Regions from separate parts of the Mus musculus genome. Here regions 1, 2, 3, 4 and 5 are each linked to region 6. A link is a contact called in public Micro-C and promoter capture Hi-C data. All regions are on one chromosome and are shown on one strand. Each heading gives the region's core, a stretch centred on a gene start, on an enhancer-like site or on the middle of the called end of the contact. The rest is flanking DNA. Distances are from core to core; before and after follow the strand shown.

Evidence for each region. Promoter capture Hi-C pulls out the DNA fragments that hold promoters and counts their contacts. A called contact is a pair of places that touch in the nucleus more often than the background predicts. Capture Hi-C pulls out chosen DNA fragments and counts their contacts.
Region 1: a Micro-C map of embryonic stem cells shows a contact between it and region 6, with 5 times the contacts expected there. The contact joins the promoter of Pex10 here to the promoter of Prkcz in region 6. A contact is called at or near these places in 3 of 39 promoter capture datasets (cranial neural crest, frontonasal cranial neural crest and hippocampal neurons), 1 of 484 Hi-C or Micro-C datasets (embryonic stem cells), 1 of 115 datasets of contacts at active chromatin or transcription factors (intestinal crypt epithelium) and 2 of 9 other capture datasets (adipose tissue and liver).
Region 2: a promoter capture Hi-C map of adipose tissue shows a contact between it and region 6. The contact joins the promoter of Mmp23 here to the promoter of Prkcz in region 6. A contact is called at or near these places in 6 of 39 promoter capture datasets (embryonic stem cells, hippocampal neurons, liver and 2 more), 1 of 484 Hi-C or Micro-C datasets (embryonic stem cells), 2 of 115 datasets of contacts at active chromatin or transcription factors (embryonic stem cells and memory CD8 T cells) and 3 of 9 other capture datasets (adipose tissue, liver and pancreatic islet).
Region 3: a contact with region 6 is called in a Micro-C map of embryonic stem cells, with 2.3 times the contacts expected there. The contact joins the promoter of Vwa1 here to the promoter of Prkcz in region 6. A contact is called at or near these places in 3 of 39 promoter capture datasets (embryonic stem cells, pre-B cells and trophoblast stem cells), 1 of 15 datasets of contacts at CTCF or cohesin (embryonic stem cells), 4 of 484 Hi-C or Micro-C datasets (the G1E-ER4 cell line and embryonic stem cells) and 1 of 115 datasets of contacts at active chromatin or transcription factors (embryonic stem cells).
Region 4: a contact with region 6 is called in a promoter capture Hi-C map of hippocampal neurons, with 4 times the contacts expected there. The contact joins the promoter of Morn1 here to the promoter of Prkcz in region 6. A contact is called at or near these places in 4 of 39 promoter capture datasets (cranial neural crest, frontonasal cranial neural crest, hippocampal neurons and 1 more), 6 of 484 Hi-C or Micro-C datasets (CD4 T cells, CD8 T cells, brain and 2 more), 11 of 115 datasets of contacts at active chromatin or transcription factors (the SCID.adh cell line, embryonic forebrain, embryonic stem cells and 6 more) and 4 of 9 other capture datasets (adipose tissue, embryonic stem cells, liver and 1 more).
Region 5: a Micro-C map of embryonic stem cells shows a contact between it and region 6, with 1.9 times the contacts expected there. The contact joins the promoter of Hes5 here to the promoter of Prkcz in region 6. A contact is called at or near these places in 1 of 39 promoter capture datasets (pre-B cells) and 1 of 484 Hi-C or Micro-C datasets (embryonic stem cells).

What each region holds. Positions count from the first base shown.
Region 1 is chr4:155,065,029-155,068,399 of GRCm38.p6, reverse strand. Pex10 (peroxisomal biogenesis factor 10) reads right to left here and starts at 1,370. Exons shown (of 6, transcript NM_001042407.1): 1 at 1,226-1,370; 2 at 497-577. The coding sequence starts at 1,331.
Region 2 is chr4:155,651,268-155,654,829 of GRCm38.p6, reverse strand. Mmp23 (matrix metallopeptidase 23) reads left to right here and starts at 1,446. Exons shown (of 8, transcript NM_011985.3): 1 at 1,446-1,802; 2 at 2,245-2,381; 3 at 2,469-2,608; 4 at 2,678-2,845; 5 at 3,235-3,399; 6 at 3,481-3,562. The coding sequence starts at 1,650. It overlaps Mib2 (mindbomb E3 ubiquitin protein ligase 2), which reads left to right. Exons shown (of 20, transcript NM_001369164.1): 20 at 1-362. The coding sequence ends at 75.
Region 3 is chr4:155,773,052-155,776,512 of GRCm38.p6, reverse strand. Vwa1 (von Willebrand factor A domain containing 1) reads left to right here and starts at 1,952. Exons shown (of 4, transcript NM_147776.4): 1 at 1,952-2,083; 2 at 3,247-3,461. The coding sequence starts at 2,011.
Region 4 is chr4:155,084,955-155,088,046 of GRCm38.p6, reverse strand. Morn1 (MORN repeat containing 1) reads right to left here and starts at 1,470. Exons shown (of 14, transcript NM_001081100.1): 1 at 1,366-1,470; 2 at 555-626. The coding sequence starts at 1,441. It overlaps Rer1 (retention in endoplasmic reticulum sorting receptor 1), which reads left to right and starts at 1,694. Exons shown (of 7, transcript NM_026395.2): 1 at 1,694-1,842.
Region 5 is chr4:154,959,452-154,962,626 of GRCm38.p6, reverse strand. Hes5 (hes family bHLH transcription factor 5) reads right to left here and starts at 1,704. Exons shown (of 3, transcript NM_010419.4): 1 at 1,578-1,704; 2 at 1,326-1,491; 3 at 256-1,235. The coding sequence starts at 1,631. The coding sequence ends at 952.
Region 6 is chr4:155,359,792-155,363,010 of GRCm38.p6, reverse strand. It overlaps Prkcz (protein kinase C, zeta), which reads left to right and starts at 1,583. Exons shown (of 18, transcript NM_008860.3): 1 at 1,583-1,859. The coding sequence starts at 1,789.

The DNA of each region.
Region 1 (3,371 bases), core at 121-2,620, 290 kb after region 6:
CTGTCCAAGTGATGGGATCCGATCTTGTGGCTTTCTACCTTCTAGATGATGGCTGAGTCCTAAGTATCAGGCATACATACCACTGCTTACCTGACGCTGTCACATGGAGTCAGAATAAAAAGCCCCCAAGCCTACCCATGGCTTGCAGCTAGCTTCTAGTACTCCACCATGCAGACGATGAATCCTGACTTCCTGTTCCTGAGGCCAGCCCTGTGGAGTACCTTGTGATCTTTCCATGTGTCTCACCATGACCCTGCTCGTACCCTTCCCCCCACTCGATAGCCTCTTCCTTTTTATCTGCCTCGTACCCCATAAATGGAAAAGCCCATCCTGCTGAGAGAAAGTCTGGGGCAGTGAGTGCCCTCTGGCCAGTATCTTCCTTCCCGGAAACAGAGACTAATGCAGGTGATTTCCAGGAGCCTTCAAGCATCCCCTCCAGACCTGGGTGGGTTGTGGGCCCCTCAGTGCCCAGGACCTGCCGAGCACAGACAGCTACCTGCAATTGTGGTGAGGCCAAAGTAGGCTATGTCCGAGAGCAACTCGATCTCTTTCCTCCATTCCAGCCATTTCTTTGCACCTGAGAGAAGAAAAATATTAGCTCTAGAGAGGTGAAGTGGTTCTCTTAAGATGACTCCCAGCCGGGTAGTGGTGGCACACGCCTTTAATCCCAGCATTTGGGAGGCAGAGATTTCGAGTCCAGACTGACCAGAGTGAGTTCCAGGACAGCCAGGGCTACACAGAGAAACCCTGTCACTCCCGAAGGGCAGGTAAAGTCCAAGTCAAGTCACTCCTAAGACGACCCTCAACAACTCGTCTCTCCCTTCACCTCCTCTGCTGCCCTTGGTGACCGGAATGTCTCCGAGACGAAGACCGCCTCTTAAGAAGCCCCGACTGTAACTGTCTTGAGTCAGGTACTGTCCTAGAGACATGGAGCCCAGGAAAGTCTAGGTAGTGCTAACAACATAAGCCAGAGGCGACCTGTTTAGTATCAAACCTCGGCTCTCTGAAATCCCAAATCCCTGCCTGTGTGATCCACGTGTCTACCTATGAGAGTAATGACGTTAGGTCCACCCTGTAGGGGCGTCTGGAGAATAAATGGGCAAATGCTTGAGAAACACTAAAGCAGAGACCTGCAATGTGGTCAGCAGTGTGTACCTCTGTTTTGATCCCCGCTTTCCAAGCAAACTCTGGAGCTGCCGCCTGTCTGGGTGCCCGGAACGCTCACCCGCTAGGCTGTGCAGCGCTTCACCCGCCGCGCTCCGCAGGCCTCCCAGGTAGTACTCGTCCTTCTGCGCTGCCCGGATCACTTCAGGGGCACCCGCCCGCGCCATGGCCCGAATCGCAGAGCTCGCACCGCGCCTGCGCACCTCGTGGGCGGGGCCTGTGACGCTCGACGTGCGTCCGTCGTGGGGCTGAGGCTGCGAACACCACGCGGGCGAAGGCGGAGCCTAGGCGTGACATCTGTGGAGGCGGAGTAGTGGGCGTGTCCACGACATAGGGGTGGGGCTACCCGGGGAGGGGTGTGGTCTGTGCTTGGAGGGTGAAGCGGCACAGTGAAGTGGCGGGTAATGACAGGGAGGAGGTAGATACCTAGTGGGTAGGACCCCCGAGAAAGCTCAGCCTCGCAGATGTGTTTTTGGCCTGATTCAGGTTCAGTTTTCTGGCAGGAGGTACGTGTCTCTGGGCTGCAAAAGTGGATCTTTTGGGATAGCCACGTGATTCCAACGGACTGCTGAAGGCTCCAGTTGTTGGAGTTCCTCCCTGCCCATGCCCTGGTTTCTTCAGCTTGGGTTGGGCAATCCCAGATAGCACCTTTGACCACTGCTAGGAGGCAGTCACGGCTCATGCAGAGGCATGAACTTCTAGCCAAATCAAATGTGACAGTTTGAAATGTAGATTCTCTGAAGGCCCAAGGCCGCTTGTGCTGGAAGACTTTTCAAACTTGGAAGCTCATTTCTACCATAACCATGGGGTATGGCCTGTTCTAAGTGTCCCCGCCTGGACTGCTCCTTACACGCGACTGCTTTTTTGCATTCTCTTCTCTCAGCCATGGGGAACAAGACCAGAAACACTATTCAAGTATCTGTTGTTCTCAGGGATACGGCCTAAGTAAGCGTCTCTCTCCGTGGGCTTAAATCCTAGGCACAGCGGTGCCTTGATCCTCAAGTTCTTCCTTTGTGGGCTCTCAAGGATTCTTCCTATGGGACAAAACCCAAGATGGCCAGCAGGTGGAGCTATCAGCCCATCTTTTCTACTAGCTTGGGCTGCTAGAGCTTGTTAACCCAAACAGATCCTGCACAGATCAGGGAAACAAGAGGCTTTTCAGTGAGGAGAGAAAGTGGAAGGGCAAGATGAGTAGTGACATCATTGTAGATCAGTTCTCTGGATTCTCGGATGACCATGTGGCCTGGAGTCCCCCTTTGCTTCAGTGTTTCAGGGTTCCAGAACTCTGCGGTGGAGGTAGAGCGAGAGCTCTTGCTTACGGAAGGGGCATACGGCCCTTGCCACCTCCCACCCCTTGCCTTCTGAAGCACAAGGATCCTAAGACTGAGCCTTGTGACTTTCTCCTTGTAAACTCTTCCTCCTGCTTCAAGGATGGAGGACAGAAAGGCCAGGCTCCTGTTTCTCTGTGTAGCCCTGGATGTCCTGGAACTCACTTTGTAGACCAGGCTGGCCTCAAACTCAGAAATCTGCCTGTCTCTACCTCCCAAGTGCTGGGATTAAAGGTGTGAGCCACCACTGCCCAGCTCAACAACTAATTCTAAAGTCATACACGCTGTGGGTTTTGTTGTCCTGCCTGATGTCGTTTGCCAGCTCTGGCCACTCTGTTTTCTTTTTTTTTTTTTTTTTCTTAAAGATTTATTTATTTATACGTAAGTACACTGTAGCTGTCTTCAGACACTCCAGAAGAGGGAGTCAAATCTCGTTAAGGATGGTTGTGAGCCACCATGTGGTTGCTGGGATTTGAACTCCGGACCTTCGGAAGAGCAATCGGGTGCTCTTACCCATCTCACCAGCTCCTAAAAAACTCTTTATTTTTATGTTTGTGAGTACATTGTTGCTCTCCTCAGACACACCAGAAGAGGGCATCAGATCCCACTACAGATGTTTGTGAGCCACCATGTGGTTACTGGGATTTGAACTCAGGACCTCTGGAAGAGCGGTCAGTGCTCTTAACCACTGAGCCATCTCTCCAGCCCCACCACTCTGTTGTCTAACTCTATTAAGTTAAATTATATTTATTGTGTTTGTGTTGTACGCATGTGTATATATTCATGTTTGTATATGTGTGGGCATATGTGGATATGTGGCATGCATAAGAGTGTGTGTGTGTACGCCTGCAAGTGTGGAGTCTGGCAAGGACGATACCT
Region 2 (3,562 bases), core at 197-2,696, 290 kb before region 6:
CCCTGTGGCGCCGCGCTTAACGCCTGCCCCATCTGCCGCCAGCCCATCCGCGACCGCATTCAGATCTTCGTGTGAGCGCACTCCACACGCCGTGGCTGATCGCAGACCTTCCTTCAAAACCCCTGTATTTTATAAAAAGATTATCGGACTTTGCTTCCTGTTCCTTGCCTAAGGGTGTTGGGCAGGCCCCAGAGATCCTCACCGCCCCTCCCCCGCTGCCCAGGCCCCACCCCACGCCCCGCCCGGCATCAGGCTCCAGACTGCCTGGAGATCAGGAACGCTCTGGATGAGGATGCAGCCCGCCAAAAGTGCGCGCTGGCTTTGGTTTGACACAAGATGGTCCGTCCGGAAACTCCAAAAGGCTCACGTGGCTTTTCTATCGCCCCTATAAGAGGGCCACCCCCCTTTGCTCTTCCCCTTGCCTATTACTCCCTCCGCCCCTCTGGGGCAGGACTTGAACTGTGAAGGTTTTGGTCAAAGCAACACGACTTAGAGAGGGTCCTGGCTAGGAGGGAGTTGGGTTGGAAGCCGCCAAGCTCTTGACAGTTACGTTGGGGCTGAGTGAAGAAGCAAGAGAGGGTCCGTCCACTTGTTGGAACAAACACTTAGTAAGGAAGGGAGGGGGCAGATGGCTGACCCTTTTCAAGAACTTCCAGCGCAGCTATTACGGGCCACAGGGCACTCCAGCTGCTTGGCTCTGACTCTGCTGGCCAAGTACATTGTTGCTGTCACCTAGGGTCCAAGGTCGGAGTGGAAGACTGGGAGGGAGAAAACCCCGGCTCCTGCGCCTGCTCTCACCCACCCACAGTCAGCTCCGTCCCGTCCCGGGATCGCAGCTGTGCCTGGCATAATTTCGGTTGCCATGCCGCGTTCATTCGGTACCCACCCAGCACAGCCATCAGCTGCCGGGTCTAGCTTTCAGGCCTTGGACCATAGCTCCTGCCTCCTAACCCTACCGCGCCAGACCACCACACTCAGTTCCTGACTCAGTTGCCTTAATCCCCTCTCCTCTGAGGCAGGGATTCCAGGTGCTGGCACCTTCCCCAAACTTCCTGCACTGGACCAACGAGAGCACCCTCTGGTTAAAGCAGTTGCCCTAAGGACTCCCGCTGGTCTCCTTGTCTTTCCTGAGGCATCTTTCCTCTCTGCTCGCTCAGCCACCCTGCTCTCATTGCCACGTCCCCTCGCTCTGCGCTCCCCTCTGGCGGGTATGCTCCTTACACTCAGTCACTGCGGTCCAGGACCGAGGCTTCCCTCCCAAATTTCATTGTGGTACCAGAGGGTTGAGGGGGGAAGCCAAATGTCATTCAACTCCGACCAGTGGGTGCGGGGAGCAATTGATGCCCCTACCCCAAATCTGAGCCCCGGCGCCTCGCGTTCTGACAGACCCCCCGACACTGTAGGGTGTGTTCTGGCCTCTGCCGCCGACCCTTCGGCCTGGTTCCTGGAATCGCACCGGGGGATGCGGACGGTTCCAGACTTAACGAGTCGGTTCCTTATTTGAGCCAGCGCAGCCGGGTCCTCTCTTCACCATAGGGCTGTAACTCGAGCCGTCCGCCGCCCATCCCCTTCCCACTCCGCCCCAGCTCTGCGATCCAGGTCCCTACGTCGCGCGGCCCCTTGTGGCCCTAACCCGACTGGAGTCTGCCATGGGCTGCCGGGCCTGTCTCCGTCCGGAGGCGTCCGGCGCGGTACAGGGCCGCTGGTTGGGGGCTGCCCTGAGCGGGTTGTGCCTTCTCTCCGCGTTGGCGTTGCTGGAGTGGCTAGGGGCGCCGACCGAGACCGCCTGGAGGGCAGCTCAGGTGAGAGGACGAAAGGCTAGTAAGTGCGAGGAGCGGGTCAGCATCTGAGGGTGTATCAGTGGGGCCCGCGTGTGAGGGGCTTTGTGGGATGGCATGTGAGTGCCTGGTTCCGAGAATCTTGGGTCATTGTGTCCAGCGGCCGCTGGAGGTGGGAGACCGCATCCATCCCCAACTCTGCCCATTCCCAATAGGTTTTGTTTTGTTTTCCCGAGCCAAGATTTCATTGTGTAGCCCGGGCTGACTTCTGTAGACCATCTGCCTCTGCGCTCAGAGATTAAAGGCATGCGCCACCATGGCTGGCTCAACTCCTAAAGCCCAAAACCTAATAGAGGGCTCATCCACAGCTTCCTCTATCCCGTTGCCTAAAGTCTGCTTCTGATAACAACTCTCGGGCACTAGAGACTTTCCTCTGGCCTCCTCACATTCACTTCTCCCTATGAAGGGAAATGTAGATGCGCCAAATGTGGGCAGCTCCACTGCCCAGGTACCCAGACTGTTGACCATGTCGGTAACCCGAAGACGCCGCTACACGCTGACACCGGCCAGGCTGCGCTGGGACCACTTCAACCTCACATACAGGTGCCACCTGGACCAGCGAGGAGGGTGGTCAGGTCATAACTCAGACACCAACACTGACTCTAACATCACCGCCGCCCTCCACCACAGAGTTCTTTCCTTCCCCCGGAATCTTTTAAGCCCGGAAGAGACGCGAAGGGGCCTGGCTGCTGCCTTTCGAATGTGGAGTGATGTTTCCCCATTCAGTTTCCGTGAGGTGGCCCCTGAACGTCCCAGTGACCTCAAGATAGGTGGGTAACTGAAGAGCTCCCGACCGCGCCCAGCCTCGCAGGTATTATTGCAGCCTTGTGTTTTCTTAGGTTTCTACCCAGTCAACCACACCGACTGCTTGGTCTCTGCAGTGCACCACTGCTTTGATGGTCCCACAGGTGAACTGGCCCACGCTTTCTTCCCACCCCACGGTGGCATTCACTTTGATGACAGCGAGTACTGGGTCTTGGGCCCCACACGCTACAGTTGGAAGAAAGGTGACCCAACTCCTTAGTCTGTCCTTCTGGGGGTGTCATTCTCTCCTCTGTGTGGACTACAAAAGGGTTTGAGGCAGGAAGGGTTTCCTGGGGCTTTCCTGGGGCTGAGTATTAGGGTCAAGCAATCAAGGAAGAGGAACACTGGGTCTCACAGGCCTGAGTCGTTGTCCCCGCCTCCACTCCTCCTCCCCCACATGCCACAGAAGAGGGAGTTGGAGTTGCATTCCTGAAGGCCAAGCTCACAGCCTAGGCTGGGGAAACATACTTATCTTCCTTGGCTGTGGGTTAAGGGTGGCTTGCGGCTGAGGCCCAGCATCAGTGCTGGGCCTCCTGGAGCAAGACTGGGAGTGGAGGGGCTGAGGGCTCCCTACTAAGCCATTGGCCCACAGGTGTTTGGCTCACAAACCTGGTGCACGTGGCAGCCCATGAGATTGGCCATGCACTGGGCCTGATGCACTCACAGCAAGATCAGGCGCTCATGCACCTCAATGCCACATTGCGAGGCTGGAAGGCACTGTCCCAGGATGAACTGTGGGGGTTACACCGACTCTATGGTGGGTGCAGGGGGGCAGGTGGGTAGGTGGATGAGCGGTGGGGCTCTGGGCAAGCCCTAAGCCAGGTTGCCTTCCTGTTAGGCTGCCTGGACCGGATTTTTGTGTGTGCATCCTGGGCACGAAAGGGATTTTGTGATGTCCGCCAGAGGCTCATGAAGAGGCT
Region 3 (3,461 bases), core at 703-3,202, 410 kb before region 6:
CACTGCATCCTTGGCAAGTCCCATAGCCCTTTTGATGTCTGTGAGTTCTCTCTCTCTCTCTCTCTCTCTCTCTCTCTCTCTCTCTCTCTCTCTCTCTCTCCCTCCCTCCCTCCCTCTCTCTCTCTCTCTCTTTCTTTCTTTTTGTTTTTTTGTTTTTTGAGGTAGGGTTTCTCTGTGTATCCCTGGCTGTCCTGGAACTCACTCTGTAGACCAGGCTGGCCTCGAACTCAGAAATCCACCTGCCTCTGCCTCCCAAGTGCTGGGATTACAGGCATGCGCCACCACTGCCTGGCGTCTGTGTGTTGTCTGAAGGTGGGGAAACACTGCAAGACAAAAGGATAAGATTTTTCTGGTGGCTGAGCAGGAGATATGGATGATAGAAAGGGTGTCCCAAGGAATTTGGCAGCAGAAGCAACTTGGCCTGAGCCCAAGTCCGGCAGGTTGAGCCCAGTTTGGATAGGGCTTGGTGGAGACTGGGTCTCTTGTGCTCTCTCCATCTGATGGTGAGGCCAAAGGAAAGAGAAAGCTACTTCCCTGAGTCACAGCCAAGAAGACCTGATCATTTTTTCCAGAAGGGTTGGAAATAGGGCAGACTGAGGTATGACTGTAGGCTTGAGGGCTATGAGCCTCTCCTTCCTCTAAGACCCAGCTCCCTGGCAGAGCAAGCCTGACATAATAAGATTCTTCTGGATACCCTGTGTCCTCTGCTTATTCACAATGCAACAATGTATCTGGAGCTGGAGGTTGTTGGTGTCCACAGTCTTTGAGGGACTCACATGCACTGCTCTCATCCTCAAGGCTCAGGCAGAAGCATCGAGAACTTTCTGGTCCATTCAGAGGCCTGAGGTCTGTGGAGTGAAGCCAACACCCAGTGCCAAGATTCCCGGCAACGGGGTGGGGGACGGCAGCAGGACATAGCTCTTACTTGTTCCTGCAGCTAGCTTCTCAGGCTCAGCTGTATTGCTTCCTTTTTTAGGCAAAGCAGAGCTCAGGCACAGTCCTCAAGGCCCCACAGTGTCTCACCTGCCAGAAATGGAGGAAGTAAAACCATTGAGTCCCATCCGTCCTCCCTGCTGAGCATCCTCTTGCTGAGAGTGGGAAGGGAGGAGACATCCTGCCAGACAACACCCCCTCCTATGTGGGCCTCCATTCCAAATACTATAATTATTTACAGGAAAGCATCTTAAGGGCCGCGGTCTGTGCAGCCCTTCTGAAGGGCTCAATGTCCTGTGAACAACACTTGTAGACAGCTTCCTTTGGTCTGGGCTTAGCACTGACTGCAGGACCCAACTTTAGATGGCCAGTGGGTCTCTAATCCTGCTGGGGTCTGACCTGGGTGTAGCCCTGGAGCCCTGTTTGGGTAGTACATAGGACAGCAATAGGCCACTGTGTCTTTTCCTCCAAGAATTCAGGTGAGAGTTCTGGCAAGGTGGAGGCTCTTCATTCTGTAAGAAGCTTCTCATATGCTCCTGTCTCCTCTGAGGGCTGCGTCATTGCTTTCAAGTCTTTGGAGAAAGCCGGCTGCTCCTCCAGTTTATAGCCAAATTGGGTCCTTGTTGAGAGAAGGTTGCTTCTTTGTATAGCCCCACTTCTAAGGTTCTTTTGTCTTGTAAGGCTCTCCTGTCTTCAGGAGCTTTGCAGATCAGCAACTGCGGGGTGCGGGGGGGGGGGGAACCCTAAGGAGTAGGGGAGGAGGAGTGAGGAGGAGAATATGGACAACACATATTGCCGCCTGCAAAAGAGAGATGGGAATGTCTGTCAGCACACGCCCACACCTATATGCCTTTGTGGTTGCTGCGTGTCACCGCAAGTCCGGGACCGCTATGGCATGCATCACCGTGCAGTCTGTGCAGATTGGCCTCTGCGCGAGCGACTGAGTGCACGCGCCTCCCAAGCAGGAGTGGCCGCGAGTGGGTGTGGCTTCTCCGAGGTGGGTGGGGCCTGACTCACGGTAGGAGGGCAAGTTAGCAGCCAGCTGTGGTCGATCAAGAGCCCGCCACTCCAGGCGCGATGCTGTTCTGGACTGCGTTCAGCATGGCTTTGAGTCTGCGGTTGGCATTGGCGCGGAGCAGCATAGAGCGCGGTAAGTGTGGTGAAACCCGGATTCCAATTCTTCATAGCCGATCCGCTGCTGCCCACGCGGGTCATGAACTGTCCAGGTGCAGCCGCCGAACCAGTAGGTGGGAAGGCCGGGGGAGCGGGTGGGGCACACGCCAGCACCTCAGCCACCTGCGGTGGGCGCTCGGAGACATTCTTGGTGACTCAACTGAGCTAGAGCTGGACTTGGAGCGCCTGAGGCTACGGTCCCCCCCACTCCATCCCCCTCCCCCGTCCCGTCCCACCCCGCACCTCAGACATGGATTGTGGAGAAAGATGTTTAAGAGGTCTCCCTGACTCAGTTTCCTTACCTCTGAAAGGTCCCTCAGTAGAAAGGAGGTAAGAATATTGGAATGGCCACACCATGAGGGGGAAACCCCAAAGCCAGGACTAAATCCAGGCACTTGAGAGCTGTTGCGTATTTGAGTCTTAGTGATGGAAGGTCTCATCAGTACCTCAGCCGGCTGGGCAGGAAGAAAAGGGGATAAAAGGGAAGGCTCGCTAGACAATGGTTGGGTCCTCAGGCTGCTGCGGATGGGTATATCCTGCTTTCTTGGTACAGATGAAGCAGGGGATGGGGGCCAGGGGAGGGGAGGGGTGATGTCATCTGTAACCAGTCAGGACTCCAGTCTGGCCCTCTTATGGGCAGGAAGGGCTGTTCAGTGTGTGGTCTTCCCCATCTCTTCACTTTTGCTCTCCCATCCTCTCTTGTTGTCCCATGGGCTCAGAGTCCATTGCTTCACCTGGAAGATGAATAACCTCACTTAACTTCATCCTAGAGGTGTCCCTTCTGAAAATCAAGTATCAGGGAAGCATTGCATGTGGCTCAGGCCCCTCCTGAATACAGAATGTTCTACCTGCATGCAGTGTCTATTGAGGACAAGGGTCAGCATTTACCTACTAAAGGAGCACGGGGACAGCCCAGGATGCCCTGGGTACATGGACATTGTACAGTTGGGAACCAGAGGAGAGTGTGGGCCTTTTGTTGGCATTTATAGCCCCATTCTGAAGATTCTCTACCTGTATCTTTGGGCAAAGGCAAGCAAGCATGTGCTTAAAGAAAGTTCAGACCTTTGGGGGTGGTTCTGCCCTGGGCAAGGGGGTGCCTGGCAGGGCTACCTTGACTGAACCCCTTGTCTTTTCCTCTAGGTTCCACAGCATCAGACCCCCAGGGGGACCTGTTGTTCCTGTTGGACAGCTCAGCCAGCGTGTCACACTATGAGTTCTCAAGAGTTCGGGAATTTGTGGGGCAGCTGGTGGCTACGATGTCTTTCGGACCCGGGGCTCTGCGTGCTAGTCTGGTGCACGTGGGCAGCCAGCCTCACACAGAGTTTACTTTTGACCAGTACAGTTCAGGCCAGGCT
Region 4 (3,092 bases), core at 221-2,720, 270 kb after region 6:
GCAGAGCCTCCATGTTGTAAGAGAGGCAACAGGAGGCAGCCTATTAAGAACACAGCTGCCTTTCCCCAGGAATCAACAGATTCAATAATGTCTCACAGCAAAACCTCCACATCGCCTGGCCTTTGTCTGGTGGTATATTCTATAAACTGGAATGCTCACAGACACGAGAGAACAGGGTTCTTTCGTGCCCATGTTTACCTTTTTTTTTTTTTTTTTTTTTTTTGAATACAGAGACACTAAGGCTGATGATTAGAGGCCTGGATGTCCAATAACAAGCATGCAGGACGCCATGATGGTGTTTGTGTGTGACACTCTGGGTCTACTGCCCCACTCTTTCCCTCCCACCAATAGTTCCACCACCCACCAGCATGTGATGACCTCCAAGCCTACAAGAATTGGTCTTACATTGGTTCCACCATGACTGGGTCCAAGTGGTAGTCCCAGTGTGCAGGCGCAGTACCAGGCTATGCTTGGTACAAGACTGACTGCCTCCCACACCTTTTCTCAGGAATCTGGCTCTGGAATGAGCTCTGCAATGATCACAGGCTTCTTACCGTGTTTCTTGCCTCCCTTCCATTCTCCTTCATAGCGGAAGAAAGAATTTGGGTATACATATACGCCATAGCCTGTGTTCGGAAAAGAAGATGAACATAGCAATGGTTTGCCATCAACAGACACAGAGATGGGGCAGCTCAGGGTCTGGAGTAGTCTGCAGGTCATTTCTCATCAGTCTCTTGAACATGACAGGATGGTTAATTGCTCAAGATGGGTGCTCCCTCTCCCTTGCTTGGGTTTTGTTACATGGATAGTACTGAGGGAAAGGCAGGCCTGGCCAGAGGAGGGCTAAGACAAAAGCTGATTGTAGGCTCTTTAAGAGGAGGCGGTGAGGGCACGGAAGCAGTCAACAAGCTCCGTGAGGATACAGCAAAGAGCCCACCCTGCCAGGACCGTCACTATCCTCCTGTCCCCACGGGACAAAAATCCACACTCACTCCTAATTACTCCTGGCTGCCTCATCTTTTATCACGCAGCCAGCTCTGAGACATCACACCCAACACCCATCTCTCAGTTCCTGAGATGGATAAGCAACCCCACTGCTTTCTTGCCAGCAAGTCGCAGCCTGGGACGGGAAGACAGTGGCACTAGCATGGACTCTGACCTCATATCGATCCTGTTTCTCCGGTTTTAGAACAACTTTTCATCAGACTGCATTGGGCGAACCTCGTGTGCTCACCCAGCCAGCCTGACCTCAGCTCTACCTGCCCCCCCTGACGCAGGGTCGGCTGGCCGTGAGCCTGCAGCCTGGACCACGCCTGTGGAGCACGCGAACGCGACGGAGCTCCAGCGGGGAGACGCAGCCCGTACCGTTTCGCGGCGGCAGTCTCGGCGAGTGCCGACGCGGCTGGAGCGAAGCCTGGTAGGGATCGCCAGCTGCCTCCATCTTGCCGCCAAAGTTTCCCTAGCAACCATAAAGCTGCCTTCCATTGGCCTCCGGTTGCCATGGGGCGTGGCCAGGAGACCATAACATCCGAAGCAGCGGCGCCGGATCCGGAGCCTGAGGACGTCAATGCGCCTGTGCACCACGGCACGTTTCCGCCAACCCCGTCCTTCCGCCGGGAAGCGCTCCCGCCAACGGCCTCTGCGTCCATACCGGAAGCGGAAATGGTTGGAGCTTGGGCCCCGCCCCGCGGCCATCTTGGCGGCTGGAGGCGCCGCGGGACGGAACGGAAGTGCCTGTGCAGCTTCCCGGATCCGGAGCCGAGCTCTGGCGGCCGCCCTGCCCGCCATCCTCCTTCCGCAGCCGTGAGGGAGACCGCGGCTCGGCTGCACCGGAGCTGCGAGGTGCTGGGGGTGGGCTGGTGGCGCGGACCTGGTCGGGCGGCACACCACCGCCTTCCTCTGGGCTGTCAAGGCCACGGGCGAGCCGGCGGGCGGCGGGCGGGCGGGGCCGGGCAGCGCCTTTGAGCCTGGCGAGGGGTTGCCAGGGGCGGGCCGATCTCCGAGAGGGGTGCGCGAGGGGACTGCTGAGCGCTGCCCGCCGCGGCTCGCGCGCCGCCCCGACCCCCCGGCCCCAGGTCGTGGAGGAAGGTGGCCTGTTGTTGCCTGCACAGATCCAGGCGGCATGTGTTAGGTGTCCTCTTGCTACCCCACTACCGTGTTCAGTTTCGGGGCACACGTGTAGGAATTAAGCCCGAGCGCGAAGACAGTTACTGAATGGATCGAAGGGGTGCTGGTTAAATGGGTCTAGATTATATGGTGACATTAAGGCAGTAAAATGTCCAGCCCTCCAGGCTGTACTTCCAGCGTGGAGCAGATAAGGCTACATTGTCTCCCTTAGCAGGGTATCAGTGCAAGAGGGCTTCATACTTCCACATTGAGAACCCCCAGTGGCTTTTCTTTCTTAGTTCTTAATAACAGATACTATCCAGGAGGTGGTGGTGCACGCCTTTATGTGAGGCAGAGGCTGTGAGTTTGAGGCTAGCCTGGTCTACATGGAGCAACCCTGTTGGGGGCGGGGGGAAGACTTAGAGACTAGTTATACGTCTTGGAACTGCCTGTTTTTTTGATGTGAGTTTTTTTTTTTTTTTTAACCCTCATTAAGGTGCTCAGAAGAGCATCAGTAAACCCATACTCAGCCCCTTAGATCCAGGTTGTGTGTTGGGGAACTGGTTGCGGTGGAGGTAGAACATAGAGAAAGGGCTGGGGATGATCCAAGATGATCATTTCCCACCCCACCCCCAAAGGTGAGAGGGGCCCAGAGAGGGAAGGACTCAGAGGGGCAGGGTCTGGAAGGGTTGACAGGGAACAACTCTTGAGGCATGCAGGTGCAAGAGGCAGCGACCCCCAGATGCTGTGCAGAGCGCTTTCTTCTCTGTGGTGTATTACTAATTTAGGAGTGATGGATTGCAGAAACTAGACAAATGATGGGCTCCAGAACACGGGGGTAATGTTCTGTGTGTGGTACTTGTCCCCCTTAGAACAGTTTTTGTCTTGTTTTTTTTTTTTTTGTGACAGAGCATAGAGCAATTTCAGTAGATATGTGACAAGCACTGTAGGTCGTGAGGCCCATCCTAAAACAAATCAAGGTCCCT
Region 5 (3,175 bases), core at 455-2,954, 400 kb after region 6:
CTACCCTGACCTGGGAGCTAGCAGAAACCCCCAGCGGCCACCCAGGTCTTGTTCACCATGAGAGCAACAACAGCTCTGTATGCCCCTCTCCTCTCCACCTCCTGCCCTCCCTTTTTCCTCTATGGCAGAGGACCACCAGCAAGCACTCCTCCTGATCCCGGTTTCACTGTGAACATGGTAGATCCCACTGTTCCACCTCCGGTCACCGGGCAGGCTGCCCCTAGGCTGCTAAGGACAGACGAGAGGCACAGACATGGAGGGCTTGATATTTTATTAGAAGCCTTCAGAACAGCCTGTGTTCTCCCACATGACCAAGAGTTCAAATTCTAAGTACAAAATCGTGCCCACATGCACCCACCCATACAAAGGAATCCTTTAAGGATCATCGTGGAGACCCCACCCTCCCAGACAGCCCACTGTGAGCGCGCATCAGACAGCCAAGGCCATGTGGACCTTGAGGTGAGGCCCCATGGGCCCTACGCCCACGCAGGCTGAGTGCTTTCCTATGAGGAAACACCTGCAGTTCCGCCTTCACAAAAGGCAAATGTGCCCAGGGCACAGCCCGCCTGCAGGGTGCTTGCCCAGCAGCAACGGGCCCTGAAGAAAGTCCTCTACGGGCTGGGGTGAGCCAACCCCCGACTCTACAAATATCATAGAACCCCCGGTGGTGACCAGGAACTTCGCAGAAGTCACTTGCTGAAATGCAAACACAAAACAACCCCACGGGGTCGGACGGGCGGCAGAGGGTGGGCCCTGATTATCCCCAAATGACAACTCTGCACACACATTCTCTAAGAATGACCCTCCTGCTGGCCAGCCAGCCGGAGGAGGGAGCCTTCGGAAGAAGGTAGCGGCCAACCTGGGGCTGAACTGCGGCTGGGGAATGTCTTCCCACATCCAGAGGAACGAGCTCATCCTCTGGTCCGCTCCAGGCACCGGTCGGCCGCTGGGTCACCAGGGCCGCCAGAGGCCGCAGGCGGGTTGGCGCGAGGTGGAGACCGCAGCAGCAGCAGCCTTAGCGGAGGAGCGGGCCGGTTGGGGCGCAGCTCCGGGCGCCGGGGGCTCCTTGGCAGGAGCGGCGGGAGCTGGGGGCCGCTGGAAGTGGTAAAGCAGCTTCATCTGCGTGTCGCTGGCGGCGTGCAGGGTCAGGAACTGTACCGCCTCCTGCAGGCACCAGGAGTAGCCCTCGCTGTAGTCCTGGTGCAGGCTCTTGGGGCCGGCGGCCGCGGCGAAGGCTGTGGGGAGACGAAGCGGCATGAGTGGGGCGCGCGCGGTGGGAGCCACATCGGCCGGGAGCAGGAGGCGGGCGCAGGCGCCGGGCTCACCTTTGCTGTGTTTCAGGTAGCTGACGGCCATCTCCAGGATGTCGGCCTTCTCCAGCTTGGAGTTGGGCTGGTGCCGCGCGAACTCCTGCTCCAGCAGCAGCTTCAGCTGCTCTATGCTGCTGTTGATGCGGTCCCGACGCATCTTCTCCACCACCGGCTTCCGCAGCTGCGGGAGGAGAGGCGTCAGGTGGGCGGCGGACGCCGGAGGCCCCGGGGGAACCGGACGGCGCGCGCCGGGCGAGTTGCACTTACTCGGTTTTTCTCCTTGGGACTGAGCATCTCCACCGCCACGGTACTTGGGGCCATGCCTGGAGCTCTGGAGGCGATTAGCGAGCGGAGCGGAGCGGAGCGGACAGAGCCAGGCGTCCCGGACTGGCGCGACCTGGACCCCAGCACGCCAGCCCTATATAGGCGCGGGCAGCGGCCCGGCGCCTGGGGTCCGGGCGCCGCGGCCGTTCCCACACTCGGCGGCCAATGGCGGCGCCGGCCGCACAAAGGCGCCGGCCCATTAGCGCACGCTAAATTGCCTGTGAATTGGCGCGGGCACAATGGTCGCTCCCCGAGGAGCAGGTGGGCCGCGCGGCACAATGTCCGGGCTGTGGGAACGCGCTCGCCCTCATTAGCATCCCGGGGCCTGATGCTGAGAGCCCCGCGCCTCAATATGCTGCCTTTTCCCAGGCCGCGGGGAGGTGGGGAGGGCAGGAAGGAGTGCTCTCCCCCCCCCTTCTCTCCCTTCTTCCCTCCCACTCCCCAGAGGCTCCCCACCGCTGGCTGGCAGAGGCCACAGGCGCAGAGAAATGAGAGTTTTACAATGAACAGACAGCGACTTCCAGAGGAGTGGGCACCCTCCCCAGCTGGGACCTGTTGCCCACAGGCACAGTGGGTTAAAGTGGGCCACATTCTCTCAAACAGATGCTGCCGCCATGCCATTCGCAGGTACAGGATGAGAGAGGGACTCATGTATTTAGAATTTAGGCGCTTTATTGCCAGTTCTGTCAGTTGAGAGGAGTGACTTCTCCGCAGCTAGAAATGGCCACGCGCGGAGCCTGCCAAGCGTACTTCTAGGCTAGCTGAATTTGCTTTGGATAATGCCTAGCACAAAGCCCCATACCTAGGAAGCCCTCAGGAACCCCTGAACCCACAGGGTATCTGGACTGCTCTTGTGTCACCAGGTGCCACATGCATCTCTGAAACAGGAGGACCGTGCCTCCTTCATGCTGTCCGTGATCACTACTCCCGCGTGGCTTTTAGGAAACCATGGCTGCCCTTAACTCCTCTCATGACATCCCCCTCAGCTCGTGCGGGCGCGCGCGTGCATGCCTCTGTGTGTGTGTTCCAGTTTCATTCAGCATTTTGTGTTGGCAGGTAGAAGGTGGGAGACCTAAAAATAAGCCCCCATATGAATGCTGTGCCAGTGTGGATGGGCCTCTTTGTAAGAACTGATAACCGTGGTTCCTAACCAGGTGACCTTACTAGTCACACCCTAGACACCTAGGGGATGGCCATGTAGGAGCGTCCCTCCATCTGGAACCTGTACTATTTCCCCAATACTCTGCAGGGGCTGAGGGAGGAGATAAGGCCCCGTGCTTCCTCCTAGGGTCAACCTAAGACCTAGCCAGGCCCAAACCAGGAGGCTGGCATCAGAGCACAATAGCCAGTGTGGAATGAAACCAGGTTCTCTGGATGGATGTCAGCCATGTCTGAGCTCAGGAACTGAAGGGCCTTCACAGTGCCCACTAGGGAAACGCCCTCCTGCTATGGTAGTGACCCACTGCTGTAAATGATCTATTCCGAAGGTCTTGCTCCAGAAGCTCTTAGCACAAGGGGTTGTTGGGTTACCATGGATGGAA
Region 6 (3,219 bases), core at 334-2,833:
CTCGGCATGTTGGGGGGGGCGGGGGCGGGGGCGGGGGAAGACAAGCAGTCTGAGCTTGAGACTAGCCTTGACTACAGAGTTAGTTCCAGGACAGCATGGGATACACAGGTACATAGCTACACAGAGACAGACAACCAGACAAGCAGAAAAGTAAGTAAAAGTCCAAGCAGCACAGCCTAACTCAGGCTGTCATTTTAACCGCTTGGAAGACTGTGTGGCAGGAGGATTAAGGGTTCACCAGCTACCTTGCAGAGGACCTGCCACGCACCCACATGGCATCTCACAACTTGCTCCAGTTCCAGGGTGAGCCCAGAGCTCTTCTAACCTCTCCAGGGCACTGCACCCATGAGGTGTGCAAATACACAGGACTACACATGCTGGCAAAACAACAGTCATACACCTAAAATAAAAACTTTCGTCCATTTCCCAACGCTAAAATAAACAAAAATATGTCTGTGAACTCAGTGTGACACACATCTGGAATCTCAGCACTTAGGAGCCTGGGCGGGTGAGGACAAGGAGTGCTAATAGCCATGACAGAAGCTACAGAGGTGCAGAGAACCAGGTTTGAGTTCAAAGGGTTTTGAAAAATTATCTGAGGCATTACTGGGGATTACCGGGCTGGCTACAGCCTCCGTTTCTCTAATATTGAGATTGTAGGCATGCCACCATTTTTTTAAAAATTATTTTTAAGATTAAAGTGTTTAAAAGCCACTTAAAGCCTGCGGGGGTGGCATATGCCTTTAATCCCAGCACTTGGGAGCGAGAAGAAGGTGGATCTCTGAGGTCAAGGCCAGCCTGGTCTACAGAGAGAGCTCTAGGGCAGCCTGAGCTACGGAGAAAGCCTGTCTCAAAAAACAAAACAAACAAAAAGGCATCTGAAGATGACCAGGTGGCTGCCAATAGGTGTCTTCTAGAGAGAACGCGGGATGTAAGATCAGGGCCGCTGCGTCTTTTCAGCCCTCCAGCGTCACCTCAGTGCCTGGCACCAAGAAGAACCAGGCACGCGTGTGGAATGTAAAGCGAAGGGCTAAGAAGACCTTACGATTCTCCAGATCTGTTCGGCGGAGAAGCTAACTGGTGCAGAGGCGGCGAATAAAGACAGGCCCTCCTGGCTGGGGATGCGGGATGCCCCTGAAGTTGGGAGGGCTGGGACCGGAGGGCCAGACCAGCTCGCACTTTGAGGAGTTGCTCAGCTCCTCGCAACCTCGGGGACGCTGCGGACAGCTGGAGTTCGTACTCCGAAGGTCTGAAAACATCGGACAACCCGCACCTCCAAAAAGTTTGCCCGGCTTTCAGCACAACAGACCCAGCAGACTCAGAAGCACGGGGCGGAGTGGCCTGACTGTCCCTGGACTATTCGGGTCGCCGCCCGTTGCCGGGCAAAGCCACTACGTGCGCGCTCCCATTGGCCCAGGGCCGCGCCCGACAGGTAGTTCATCCTGCACTCTGGTTATTGGGCCGCGGCCGCGCGGCCCCCCGAGGATTGGCCCAGGTGGCGGCCCCGGGGAGCCCTCATTGGCCACAGGTGCCTCCCGCCTCGTGGATTGGCCGTCTCGATGGCCAGGTTCCGCCCCCATCCAGTGTGCCCCCAGCTCCGCGCACCGCCCAAGTTCCGCGGAGTTGGCGAGGCGGGTGCCGTCTGTCCCGTGCTGCGCGCTCCCTTCCGCGCGCTCCCTTCCGCGTTCCGCCGTCTGCCCCGCCTGGCAACCCGGCCCTTCTCCGGGGCCGCTAGCCATGGCCGGAGCGCCCTGGAAGCAGCGCTGACGGCGGCTGGCTGAGTGCGCCATGCCCAGCAGGACGGACCCCAAGATGGACCGGAGCGGCGGCCGCGTCCGTCTGAAGGCGCACTACGGCGGGTGAGCGCGCAGCGCCGGACAGCGGGCAAAGCGGGTTGCGCGGCGGTGGAACTTCGGGGCTGTCGGGGTGCTGCGCGCGAAGGAGGCAGGGAGGCGACGACGAGGCGCCCCGGGAGCTGCGGTGGCGCCCTTCAATGTGGCCCGAGGGAAACCTCGAGGGCGGGGCGCACTCCGCCTAGCTAGTTCTCTCTGGGCGCACACAGCAGGCAGGTGTTGTTGCGCTCCTAGCCTTGGTCTCAGTCAGGGACTTTAAGGACAAACTTGCATGGTCTATAAAAGTTTTCATCAGATTGTGAAAACCTCTGGTGCATTAAAAAAAAAAAAAGTAAAAAAAAAAAAAAAAAAAAACAACAACAAACCCAACACACCCAAGATTATTCAAATTGGCCGCTGTTTAAGTGTAAGGAAAACCTTTGATCCATGGCACGCACAAGAATGCTTGAAGTTGTGGGAACACCAGAGCACATTTTCGCAGCTTTGGTTCGGGGGGGGGGGGGGGGGACGGGGGACAGAACTTTTTGAAGCTCTCCAGAATAGTCTTGCCCTGTTTTTTAGGACAGGGATGATGGTCTTTTCCGTCACATTCCTGGAGGTGGTTTTGGGGGCTGGCCTCGGCCCTTAGCCCTGGATTCCGCCTTGTTTTCCGGGAGGGAGAGGGTGGAGTGGGGAGGGGACCGATAGGGGCATGACAGTGGTTAGTATGGTTGTCCAGGAGCATTGAGTGATGAGAGCGGAGTGATGGTGTTGGTTTTCTGGTGGCTGGTTCGCCCAGGCTGGGTCGGAGAATCCCATAATCTTGCCCCTGATTGTGTAGACAGAAGAGGGTAGAGGCCTAAGGCTTTGACAGCTTCTTGCTTAGGTGCTGTGTGTCCTGGAACCAGCCTGGGTACTCCCAGGTCAAGGGTCAAGGGTCGAGGGTCGCTGCTCTTGGGAAGGAGAAAGGGAGTGGAGTGGAATGCTGGTCCTGTGGCTGAACTGGGCTCTCAGCATTCCTAGGAGTTTTACAGAGTGGCCGGTCCCAGCCACAGAGACAAGTGACTGGTCCTTTGGAAGTGGTTCCTTGCCTGGGTAGAAGATTCTCTTTTCAGCCTCAGGCCAACTTCTGGTGGTCCTGGATTTGGAGGCGGGTTTCTGGTACAGCCAGAGAAAGAAAGATTTCGGGGGTTGGGGGTGGTGGAGGCAGCCAGCCTCACCCAAAGTTGAGGTCTGCAGCCCTGACTCTGGCCTGGAGTGCCCTGCCAAAAGGGAACGCTTAGCTGTGTCCTCTGGCTTGCCAGATTCTGTAGTGAGCCTGCTAAAGCTGACAGACTCTCTTCTGCCTGGAACCCCCTAAGCTAAAGCCGAGGCCCTCAGGGGAGGG